Regions from separate parts of the Astyanax mexicanus genome. Here region 2 is linked to region 1. A link is a contact called in public Hi-C data. All regions are on one chromosome and are shown on one strand. The core of a region is the stretch at or near the end of the contact, and the rest is flanking DNA. Distances in the headings are between cores, read along the strand shown. Region 1 holds the start of si:ch73-63e15.2 (protein strawberry notch homolog 2). Region 2 overlaps si:ch73-63e15.2 (protein strawberry notch homolog 2).

Region 1 (5,672 bases), core at 1,551-4,050:
AAAGAAAAGGTGTTTTCATTATATTTGCAGCAACTGCTTTTTAATTTTACCTCTTAAGCTCCAAGCCTATTTTTACCATTTTCCGCCAGAAATTACATACTCAAATTTGAAGGCTTATCACTCTAATATTAAATAATTCAGAGTCAATTCTATGAATTAATATTACTGAGAAGCCTTTACACAATTCATTTAAGGCACTTTAATTATTCAATTGAACATGTAATGGCCAAAATATGGTAAAAACCAGGAACATTTTTAGGCACTTTTCAGATTTTCTATTTTATTTTTAATTATTTTGATTTTTAAACTTGACCCATTTGTGTGCCCCGGAAGTTACTGCAACTGGAGCTCGCAGGTTTCGGATGGAGTTGAGAATGGAGAGTTATATATTGTTCAGAGGAGCTAAACGCGCTGCTGTGAAAGAAAACGATATAACAGAAAAAAGACGAACAGAAAAAATCACCGCGGTCACGCCATCTGCATTTAGAAAACGCTCGGTTGCGCTGTCTACACTGGAGTGTGCGTCTAAACCGTGTTTACGGTGCGCGTCTAAGCCGCGTGCACAGCGCACCCTGAGGAGTAGAAGCACGCGCATCTCCTGCAGAGACTGAAAATGGAACAGAAACTAGTTTTACAGCTAAATAAACATAATTTAACCATGTCTAATAAACGCAGATACACCAGAAAGACTACTGCCTATATGTAGAACAGTGTAACATTTTGGAAATGTATGAAGTGCTATTAAATAAGCAAATCAAACGGTTATCATATCACTTTATTCTTAAAGATCTCGTTCTCATGTGGCCAAGATATATGTTTTAAGTGATATTACTGAATCATTTTGGAGTAATTGGATACCAAAAATGTCCATTCGGTTTTTGTTTAAGTGAAAAAAATCTAATTATCAAATCAGACCATAAAATCCTTGAAGAAGACATTCCATACTATTAATGTCATGCATATCAAGTGATATTACTGTATAATTATGGAGTAATTGGATATCAAACTTAGGAAAAAGGCGTAATCGATTGTGCGTAAAAGCGCGCACCGTGCGTAAAAACGCATTCCGTGCGTAAAAACGCGCACCGTGCGTAAAAACGCATTCCGTGCGTAAAAACGCGCACCGTGCGTAAAAACGCATTCCGTGCGTAAAAACGCGCACCGTGCGTAAAAACGCATTCCGTTCGTAAAAGCTCGAACCGTGCTTAAAAGCTCGCACCGTGCTTAAAAGTTCGCACCGTGCGTAAAAGCGCGCACCGTGCGTAAAAGCGCGCACCGTGCATAAAAGCGCTTACCGTGCGTAAGAACTCATTCCGTGCGTAAAAGCGCGCAACGCGCCTAAAAGTGCGTAGTGATAAAAACGCATTCTGTGCAACAGTGCGTGCAGCACATAAAACTTATAAACATAAGGTTAACAAACGCGACCCCTTGTGTGTTAAATATTAATTCATATTATATTTATATTTTATATATGTATGTGAATGTGATTAATGGATCTGGACTCTACATTGGACAGTTCAGTGTAATTTGATAATCTTTCTTTATCTCATGAAAATACGCGCTGTGTACTTTTGTGTAGACTGAAACATTATCAGCTCACCCTTAAGGCAGGAATTTTAAGAAAAGGGTGCAAAAAGAAGATGATTAGACATTTTAGCCCCAGGGAGTTTGGTTATAATTGCGTGTTGAATGTTGTTTAACTTTTGTTAAAGCTACATAAAAAGATTGTATCTCCATTCACTCTTTTTTTTTACATACCTTGAATTTGCAGTAGTTGAATTTGCAAGATGCATAAAACACATTCTGTGAAACAAACACGTGACTAGTTTTTACAATGCTTATTAGTTTTATATAAAAATATATATATATATATTCAGATATTTAGATTCTGATTCCATATATTCTGATAAATGGATCTGGATTTTTTTAGTACAGCTGAGAACAATCCACTATCACTACTATTACTTTTTTGATTGAATAGATATTTATCTACAAATGTACAATAGCCTCTCTTTTATTTTAACTCAAACTGCAAAGTCACATAAAATCCTGTAATAATTCTGTAAGTGCCCTGCATTTAACTCATATGTTTTCTAGTGCTGTTAGAGACAGTGTGGGTTTAGGTCTGTAGATGGCGTCCACCTGCCATATCTTATTCATCTCAGTCAGTCTGAAAAAGGTTGTTTTTAATGTTTTTTTTTGTGATGAGAGTAAAGTGATACACTGAACTAGCTGTTTTTTATATGTTTGATAAGCTAATTACCTAAAACGAAAAATATATATGTAATAATATTCAATAATATTAGATTTATGCAGTTAACATTAGTAAAAGTAAAGTAAAGGTTAAACAGCTTGAATGTATAAACAACATATATAAACATTAGCATTACTTATTACAATACATAGTGTAGCATTAAAGTAATAAGTTAACATAAAAACATTTAAGTTTTATATATTTATTTCACATTTTGGGCAGTAATAGATTTTGATTAGTTAGTATTAATACAGTTTATTGGTTGTATATATGTATATATGGTTAGCTATATGTTATATGTTGCCATTATCAAAGCCATTATTGGTGAGCCATTAATAAAGTTAATAGGTTGGTTCACCATTTATAGTTTTTAGCTTACAATAGTAAAGATAAAAAGTAGCATAAGTAAAAGGAATAAGGTAATAAAGTTAATATATTAGCATTTTAATTGGCTAGCTAGCGTTAACAGGTTTCATTAATTAATTAAAGTTGATGTTTAAGGTTATTAACTACGCTCCACCTTAAATGCTGTATGGCTGAGCGGAAGTATATCTGCTTTCAGTTTAAAATGGCTTCGTCGCCTGTGAGCGCTGAGGAACACTGAGGAACAGCGGATCTCACCCGGAGGAGAGGAGACTCTCTGAAGCCTCTACAGCCGAAATAACAGCGATAAACTCCCGGAAAGTGTGACTGACATACTGAACAGAGTGTCTAAACCGAGGTAAGGCGGTAAAAGGAGCTGTTATTATCGCTGAGAAACTTCAGCGTTAGTTTATAACTCCGTAAGTGTCGGAATTCTCGCTCTCGTGTTTTTGACGTGAAATGACAGCTAGTTAGAGTCAGATTCACACAACCAGGAGACCTGAAATAACTTTATTACTCACTTTTTTACAGTGTAACTGTGTTCAGATAGTCATGGAAAAGGTTTCTACAACTTGTTGAACGTCTGGTTTAACAGCACTTTCAGTGTTTATATTAAAGTGTCGGAAGCTTCTCAGCTGGGTTAATGAAGCTAACGTTACGTGTTTACTTAGCTAGCTAAGCTAACTACCGTTAACTAGCTAACTAATTCTAGTTAGCTATTAGTTAGTTAGCTAGCTAACTTAACCTACAGTATCTTTATAGAAGCGATATTATCCGTATTATTAGCCTGTTAGCTAGTTAGTTAGGTTAGCTAACTTAACACATTTATTTAACGTTACAGCATACATATGTTTATTGAGAGGTTGTTAGGGTTATTTAACCTGAATATAAGGTAACTTAGATAGTGTCACTTCTTACACTAAAATGAGCTAACGTTAAGCCTTGTTATGTTATTAGTGAGTTAATAGTGTGTTACTAAATGTATTTCTGTCTAAAATTGAGTCCCTGAACATTTAACGTTTTATATTAGTAATTATGTCTGATGTGGCTTCACAGAGGGATGTTAGGAAGATAAATGTTGAGTATTAACCACAGCATGCCATAATGTTTCATAGTAACAAGACTATAGTTTATATAGATGTTTATAGATATAATATTTAACGTATGTTGTTTTTATGGCATATCAAAGTAGTTAGACACTTTCTCTAGTAAAACATAATGTAACTATATGGTTATCTTATTCTGTTTAAGTTCTAACTTATCTATTAACAGTTCTTATAATTAGATTTTTTTTATTTAATCTTTCTGAAAGATTGTCTTTGTCTTAAAGTGACAATAATATACTGGTAGTTTAATAAAATTATTATTTCAGGGCCAGAACACATCATCCACAAAACATCTTCACATTATCACATCATCTCTTAATGATGTCATACTGAAGATTTGTTTTCTAATTTTTGTATACGCCATAGTTCTGGGGTTCTTTACTATGGAGGACATCAGTATGAGGAAAGTTTTATCGTTTTACTTTGAAGACATACAAAATAAACTGTCCTCTTGCATTGTAAATGCTAAGAGACTTATAATTCCGCCCGACTAACATTAGCGGACGTCATATTAGGTTGTATTTAGTCATAAAGAGGGCCAGACCCTGGTATTACTGCTTATCGTATGTACATCTATTGAAACGAGTGGGATTGTTTTCATTTTGACTGTGTGTTCAGGTGAAATGTGAAGTGTGTCTGAAACAGAAAGTAAGAGAGGCTTTGAGCCAGTCAGACAGAAAGAGGAGGACGAGTCTGAGCTTGTGGGGAGAGGACAGACCTCCGGTGTGATTCAGGGCTTTGGGATGTGGTGAGGGAACACAGAGAAAGGAATACACAATAAGGCCAAATGTTTGTGAACACCCCTTCTGATGAAAGCCTTCAGCAACTTTACTCTGCACACTTTGCTGACAAAGAGGCTGTTTACTGTAAAGAAATATTGCAAATATAATAAGACTGTCTGAAGCAGATAAGCATAAACTTCATGGAGTCATGGAGTATTTTGGATCTATGTTCTAGTACTTCTGGAGTCATGTTGATCGTCTGTAATAAATTGAATTGGTAGCCATCCAGCATTCTAACTTCACTAAAGCTCTTTTTTGTACCTGAATCCAGTGAAATCCTCAGAGTAATGTTCCAGAATTCTGGTAGAATGCCTTCCTTACACAGTCTTGAGACATTTCCTCCATCAAAAACAGGATAAACTGTTTTTAATACTCCTGATTAAAAATGTCCCAATACATGGGCCTATATTCAGTATCTGTTTTGGACACAGGCTCCTCCTTCCACCCTTTTCCATGGTACACAGTTCATTCTAAGGAAGTAGTTGGAGTTTCCTCAGAACTGTTGTGATGATGCGCTTCTTCTGCAGAACATGTTGCCGGAGGTAAACATGCAGACTGGGCTGAGAGAGAGGATAGATAGCGCTGGATTTCGGTTCCTGTGGTGAAGTCATCTGTAATCAGTTCCAGTTTTAGTCTAAATGCTTCTTTAGCTTTCTTAGGATTGCATCACTCCCTTAAGTTGTGGGGAAATAGACTCAAATAGGCCTGTTTTTATAATTATGTTTATTAACACTATTATACACTATATGGACATGATCTCAATCTCAATTTTATCAACCTTTATATCACTCACTGTGATAGTTTTAATGTTTTTATTTATAGTAATTATTGTTAATATATCCTTTCAGTATTGTCACTGCAATGTGTGCATACACAATAGCAGGACAGGGCGAGCAATGGAAAATTATTTTAGATGTCAGACTACATACTAGGGCTGCACGATGTATCGTTCATTGTCATCGCGATGTGCGCATGCACTATAATCATACCGCAGACGTGCGATGTCACCTAAGGCGATTAAATCAAACACGTCATGTTGCAATGTTTTGTGATTTTCTCCATCTCTGTGTGAGTGATGTGATGCTGCTGCTGCTGCCTGAGAAGCGCGAGGTGGAGGAGGAGCAGAAGTGTGAGGGGGGTGCGGTGGAGTAGGCATACACACGAGGT
Region 2 (5,672 bases), core at 1,692-4,191, 92 kb after region 1:
AGAAGAGAATGTGTGATTAATCACGATTAATCTTAGAATATTGTTGTGATTATTCTGATTAATGTCTAATCATGTGAATGCTTTTGTCATGTCTTACAGATCAGCGTGGACAGAGGCATGCCATGGGAAGAGGCCCTGAATAAATCCCAAACTCTCAGTAACCCAGACGACGGATTCTACCTCTCCCACAAGGTGTGAGCTCCAGCCAGACTGTCTCATTTGCATTTACCTTCCTTTACAGCTTCTAATATGAAAATAATGAAAGTGGTTCCTGGAAATGGGGAAATCCAGACTCCCTGACTCCAGGGGTGCAGATAAGTTCAACATTAGATCATTCAGTATAAAAGCTTCAGTGAGCTCAGCCCGGAAAGATGATCAAAGATCTAAATGAAATGCTGGGTCAGCCTTCAGGCATGTTCTGCCGTTTTTAAAGAAGTACTAACAGTCTGACTGTCTGTCTCCTCACAGGTCAGAGGAAGTCATCCGTGTGTGCTGCTGGCTGAGCAAGGCCGGGGACACAACCTGGTGGTCTACAAGCCCAACGTAGGCAAACAGAAACAAACGGAGAACCTGGAGAACATCCAGAAGAAGTACCGCAAGGTCTGAGCTTTTTCACTCACTGAGAGAGAGAGAGTTTTTACGGGACTGTTTTGTTAAAGAATGGAAAGTCAGTCTCTGATTATTTTGATGAAAAATTAGTATTAGCATTAGCCGCTAAGCGCTAGCTCTTATGACGTTCAGAGGCGACTATCTCGGACTGTAGTCTGTGTGTTTACTGTGTTAAAACAAGCTACGTGGGACGAACCGCTAGCTAATATCGCCCCGGTTTACCGGAACACTCAGGGTTCCTCAGTGTAGCGCTGTCATTTGCCATTTACTAGCGATAACTGCGTTTAGCACTAGCAGTTTGCCGCTAATGCTAATGCTGCTGCACCCAGCCATAGTGGAAATCTGGAAATCTTACTTTTAATCTGGAAGCTTACTGTAAATAAAATGAAGCACTTTACTCACCCAAATAAACAGTTTTCAGGAGAGAAACCTGTGTAGAGTTTTTTTTTTTTTTTTAAGAATTACAGTTTTGTTTACTTAACTTAGTTTTGCTTTACTTGGTTACCTACTAATCCGGTGCATTTTATGTATGAAAATAGACCAGAAAACAGACGTTCATTGATAGTGTGCTTTATAATCCAGTGTGCTTTATAGTGTGAAATACATTTTCATACTAAATTTGTTGCATTATTAATTATCGATTACATTTTTATTGCTTCTAATTCAGGTGACTGCAGAGGAAGCGAAGGAGAGCTGGGAGAGTCAGTATAAATTCTCCTTTAAGAAATGCAGTCACGCTGTCTGGTGAGCACTGAAGTTCTGATAATCTACCAAACACATGTTGTTAACTGTAGACACACGATCTAACGCATGGATATGTGTTGTGTAGGACCGGGCGGTGTAAGAAGGTGGATGAGGGTCAGGAGTGTTTGCAGGGCATGCGGCTGAGGCAGTACCACGTTCTGTGTGGAGCTCTGCTGTGTGTGTGGAAGCGGGTGGCTGACGTGGTGGCTGACGTTACCAGCTCCAGCATCCTGCAGATCGTCCGCCTCAAAACCAGAGAACACAAGAGAGTGGGTAAGTGGATCTGTCTGATACTGCATTAAATAAAATATAAATACATCCATTAGTCTGCACTATAACGTGAGGTTTTTACTGAACTGTTGTGTTATCAAATGTAAAGTCAGTTAGTTTATTGTTTATTTAATAGTTTAATGTTTATTTCTTTGCAGAAACTTATCTTGTCTTTGATTTGTATTGAACTCAACATTTAATAGATATTTATAGTAATAAATAAATTAATTGTTAAAAACAACATTTAAATGTATTTTAAGTACCTTTTAAGTGTCTATTTTGACATTGACTTTGGCACAATTAACTTTTACTTTTTGGTTAATGGATTTTCTTATTAATTTATTAACTGCAGCTAGCGCTCGCAGTTAGCTGCTGATGCTAATGCTGCTGCACCCAGCCTTAGTGGAAATCTAAGCTTACTGTAAATAAACAATAGCACTTTACTAGTTATCAGGAGAGAAATCTGTGTAGATTGACATCTTCAAAATATATTTTCAAAATATATATTTTTTTTGTTGTTGTTTTTTTTTAAGATGTCAATCTACCCAGATTGGAATATTTCTTCTTTTAACTCCTGACTGGTGTTTTTAGTTTAGAAGAAACTGTTAGTAACTGCTGCTTTAAGAGAGGGTGAAAGATGATATTTGATTGATAATGGTATTGATAAATACTCAAGGTTGCTGTATCAATATTGTTAGTTGTAATGAAGTAAAGCTAGTAGTTATAAAAAAGCTACATTTCCACAATAAATGTATTTCCAAATAGATGTCTAATATCTCCCTCTTGCACAGGTATAAAGATCCCGGAAAACTGTATGTCTCCGGTGAGAGAGGAGCTAAGCAAGATGGATAAGGAGGTGAAGAGGAAGCGGCAGGAGAAGCTGCTTCAGGCGCAGGAGCAGCGAGCGGCCGAGCAGAGGCGGAGTTTGCTGGAGGACAGGCAAAGGGAGTTAACAGAATTTTTCTTGCAGCCTTCGCATTTATCCAGCCTGGGGTCACATTACCCGACCCCTGTAACATTCCCCTCCTTCACCCTGCCCTCCTTCCCTTCACAACCTTCACTAAGGAACCCTATAGAAGGCCTTCTGGACCTGAGGGTGCGCAGCCCCTCGCCTCTATCCCCGGACAGTACGCAGGCTGGCCTCGGAGCCGTGGAGGACTTTGAGCTGGAGGCCTTTACACAGGGACTGCAGCAGCAACCGCAGCAGGACAATCACGAGGACATCATTGCGTTCCTCAACTCCTTCCTCAGCACACAACAACCCTCAACCGCAGCCACTCAACAAGCCCCAACAAGCCTTCTCCCTCCCTCCACCATCTCTTATCCATCCTCCTCATCCTCGTCTCTCTTCTCCCCCTCACTCACACCGTCCTCCTCTTCCTCCTCTCTGTCGCTGTTCGCCTCCGTCTCGTCATCAGACCAGCAGAACCTCCCTCTGCCCAGCGCCAACGGCTCCAGCGACACAGTCATCAACGCCAGAGAGGTGCTGAACAGTATGCTGTGCGGCTCGGACGCTCGCCAGTCCGTCATTCAGTTCGGACTGCCAGAGTGAGACTGAGATCAGCTGGAGGGATACAGCGTAGTGCAGTGTCGTACAGATGTGTTCATGTGCAGTGTAGTGTAGTGTAGTCTAATTCTAGTCCTAGTCTCGGTCCTAGTCCTTACTGCCTACTGGCCTCAATGTTTCAGACCAGTGGTCACCAGTCCAGCTCAACACATCCTTAAAATCCAACAAATCTATAAAAATCTGCCTTCTTACTAAGTTAGGTTCCTGCCAGGGCTTCATACTCGCCGCGTCTGATTGGCTCTAATGCTTCCCAGCTCAGAGGCAGCTTCTATATTCAAAAAATACAATTTAACATTAAAATATCAGCAGAAAATGCTAATTATGATAGAAAACATGAGCAAAAACACAAGAACTTGCTATTTAGCTAACAAACCATTGTTCAATGCTTTGTTTACAGTTAAGTTCCAACCAGTGCTTTATACCTGTTATTTCTGATTCTAGCATAGATGCAGCCACAATATTCTATCACTGACTAAAATATACATCAGCAAATATTAAAATATCAGTAGAAAATGCTTTGTTTTACAGTTAAGTTCCAACCAGGGCTTCACACCTGCCATGTCTGATTGGCTCAGATACAGGTTCTATGTTCTATCACTGACTAAAAAATATATCAGCAAATATATAAAATATCAGTAGAAAATGCTCATTCTGATAGAAAACATAAGCAAAAACATCAGAATTGGCTCTTTAGCTAACAAACCATTATTTACTGCTTTGTTTACTGTTAGGTTCCAGCCAGGGCTTCATACCTGCAACGTCTGATTGGCTCAGATGCTTCCCTGCTTAGATTTAGCTTCTATATTCAAAAAATACAACAAAACATATCAGCAGAAATGAAAATATCAGCAGAAAATGCTTTTTCATTAATTCTCCGGCTTGTTCACATATAAATTAAATGTAATTAAAAATCTCAAAATTATTGAAACTATTGCAAAAGTACTTAAATCTAATTTAAAAAAGACAAAAAAAATTATGGTGGACTATAGAATGTCTCTAGTAGATATATAATAAGAAATAAGAAAAGTGTCAGTTTTTCTTTTTTTTTTTTGCTAAAAACAACAAAAAAGTTATACCCTGATGTGATAAATAGGGGTGGGTAATATGGCCCAATTTTTCAGGCTATAATATTGTTCACATTTAAATATATTATTGCAATATTATAGCGTATGATACGATATAACACACCCCTAATTGCGATAAATAAAACAATTTACAATTTAGTTTAGTTTTTTAAAATCACTTTTTAAATGCCTAGAGCAGACTAATTGGACAAAATTAATTGTGTTGTTTTGCTTCATAAATCCATATGATCCATATATGACAGCGAACGTCATATAAACACATCTGTATCTCCAAAATGCATTTAACAGATGAAACTCCTCTAAGTATAAATGAAACTCCAGTAATAATATTGGCTATATAACCAGTGGATTTGCTTTGCATATTACATCCCACACAGCAATCACATTTACATTAAATCAAAGACTAATTGGAGAAACATCTGACCAGTTATAGAGCTTTAAAACAAAAGCAGATGACCACAGTAATGCTTGGTGACCACTGCTCTGGATAAAGATCTGCCTTAAATGAATCTTAATTTACAGCATCATCCCAAATAAGATATTAATCAGCGTTCTAGATCTATGGAAATGACTGTTTAGTGAAGAATGCAGTACTCAGACTAATGTAATGTCGTATTTATGGAGTTACAGCGCCCTCTAGTGGAACCTCAGCAGCAGACATCATATCTTTGGTTGAAACTCACACATTGTAGTGAAACCAAAACTGAAAAAAAGATAGCATCAGCCACACCCTCAGCAGCTTCTTATCTGTTTCACAATGTCCTCTGACACACTTCTCCTGCAGTTTTGGACACAGGAAGATACAGACAGACTACTGGTTAAAACAGTGCCTTTCAGAACCCAGTAGGGAATGTAGTCCACACACGACATAAAGGCCCTCGTTGTATATATATTTGTATGTTTTATAACACTTCTTTTGGCATTTATTTATTGTTTTTTTTTTGTTGTTGTTGTTTTTTTATTTATCTGGCCTTGCACTCAGACTCAGAGAGGTTGGAGTGAATGTTCCGGAATGTTGAGCTCTTAACGCAGCCTGTTGATAATGTTAACACAGTACCAGTTCAGCAGTGATATATGTATATATAAAAATATATGATTATATATGTGTGTATGTAATTGTGTGCAGGATGATTCCAAATGTTATCTTTGAATCGTGCTTTAGCTTTTAGCAAATCGTCTGATGTCTTTAAATGTGATTGGATGCTCTGTTGTGCTGTTTTTATGCTCTCAGGAAATGCAAAAATCTATCTATATATTTAAACATATATTAATCTTCCCCTCTCAGTAGGACAGTAGGCCTTGTTAAAAAACGGTTGAAAGTATGATGTATGAAGTATTAATTTTGGGTTCTGCTCGAGTACAAGGAAAGCAACAGCGAGTCAAACCAACAAAACTAA

What was found. A called contact is a pair of places that touch in the nucleus more often than the background predicts.
Region 2: a contact with region 1 is called in a Hi-C map of muscle, with 14 times the contacts expected there. The contact joins the enhancer-like site here to the promoter of si:ch73-63e15.2 in region 1. A contact is called at or near these places in 2 of 3 Hi-C or Micro-C datasets (both in muscle).

Annotation. Positions count from the first base shown.
Region 1 is chr16:14,521,141-14,526,812 of AstMex3_surface, forward strand. si:ch73-63e15.2 (protein strawberry notch homolog 2) reads left to right here and starts at 2,801. Exons shown (of 32, transcript XM_007252641.4): 1 at 2,801-2,975.
Region 2 is chr16:14,612,985-14,618,656 of AstMex3_surface, forward strand. si:ch73-63e15.2 (protein strawberry notch homolog 2) reads left to right here. Exons shown (of 32, transcript XM_007252641.4): 28 at 100-192; 29 at 469-600; 30 at 1,277-1,353; 31 at 1,439-1,626; 32 at 2,415-5,672. The coding sequence ends at 3,175. Among protein-coding and RNA genes, the nearest start is that of tjp3, 9.5 kb to the right of the region's middle. Within about 2 kb of position 2,942, the one cell type or tissue checked has an H3K27ac peak away from gene starts, as active enhancers do.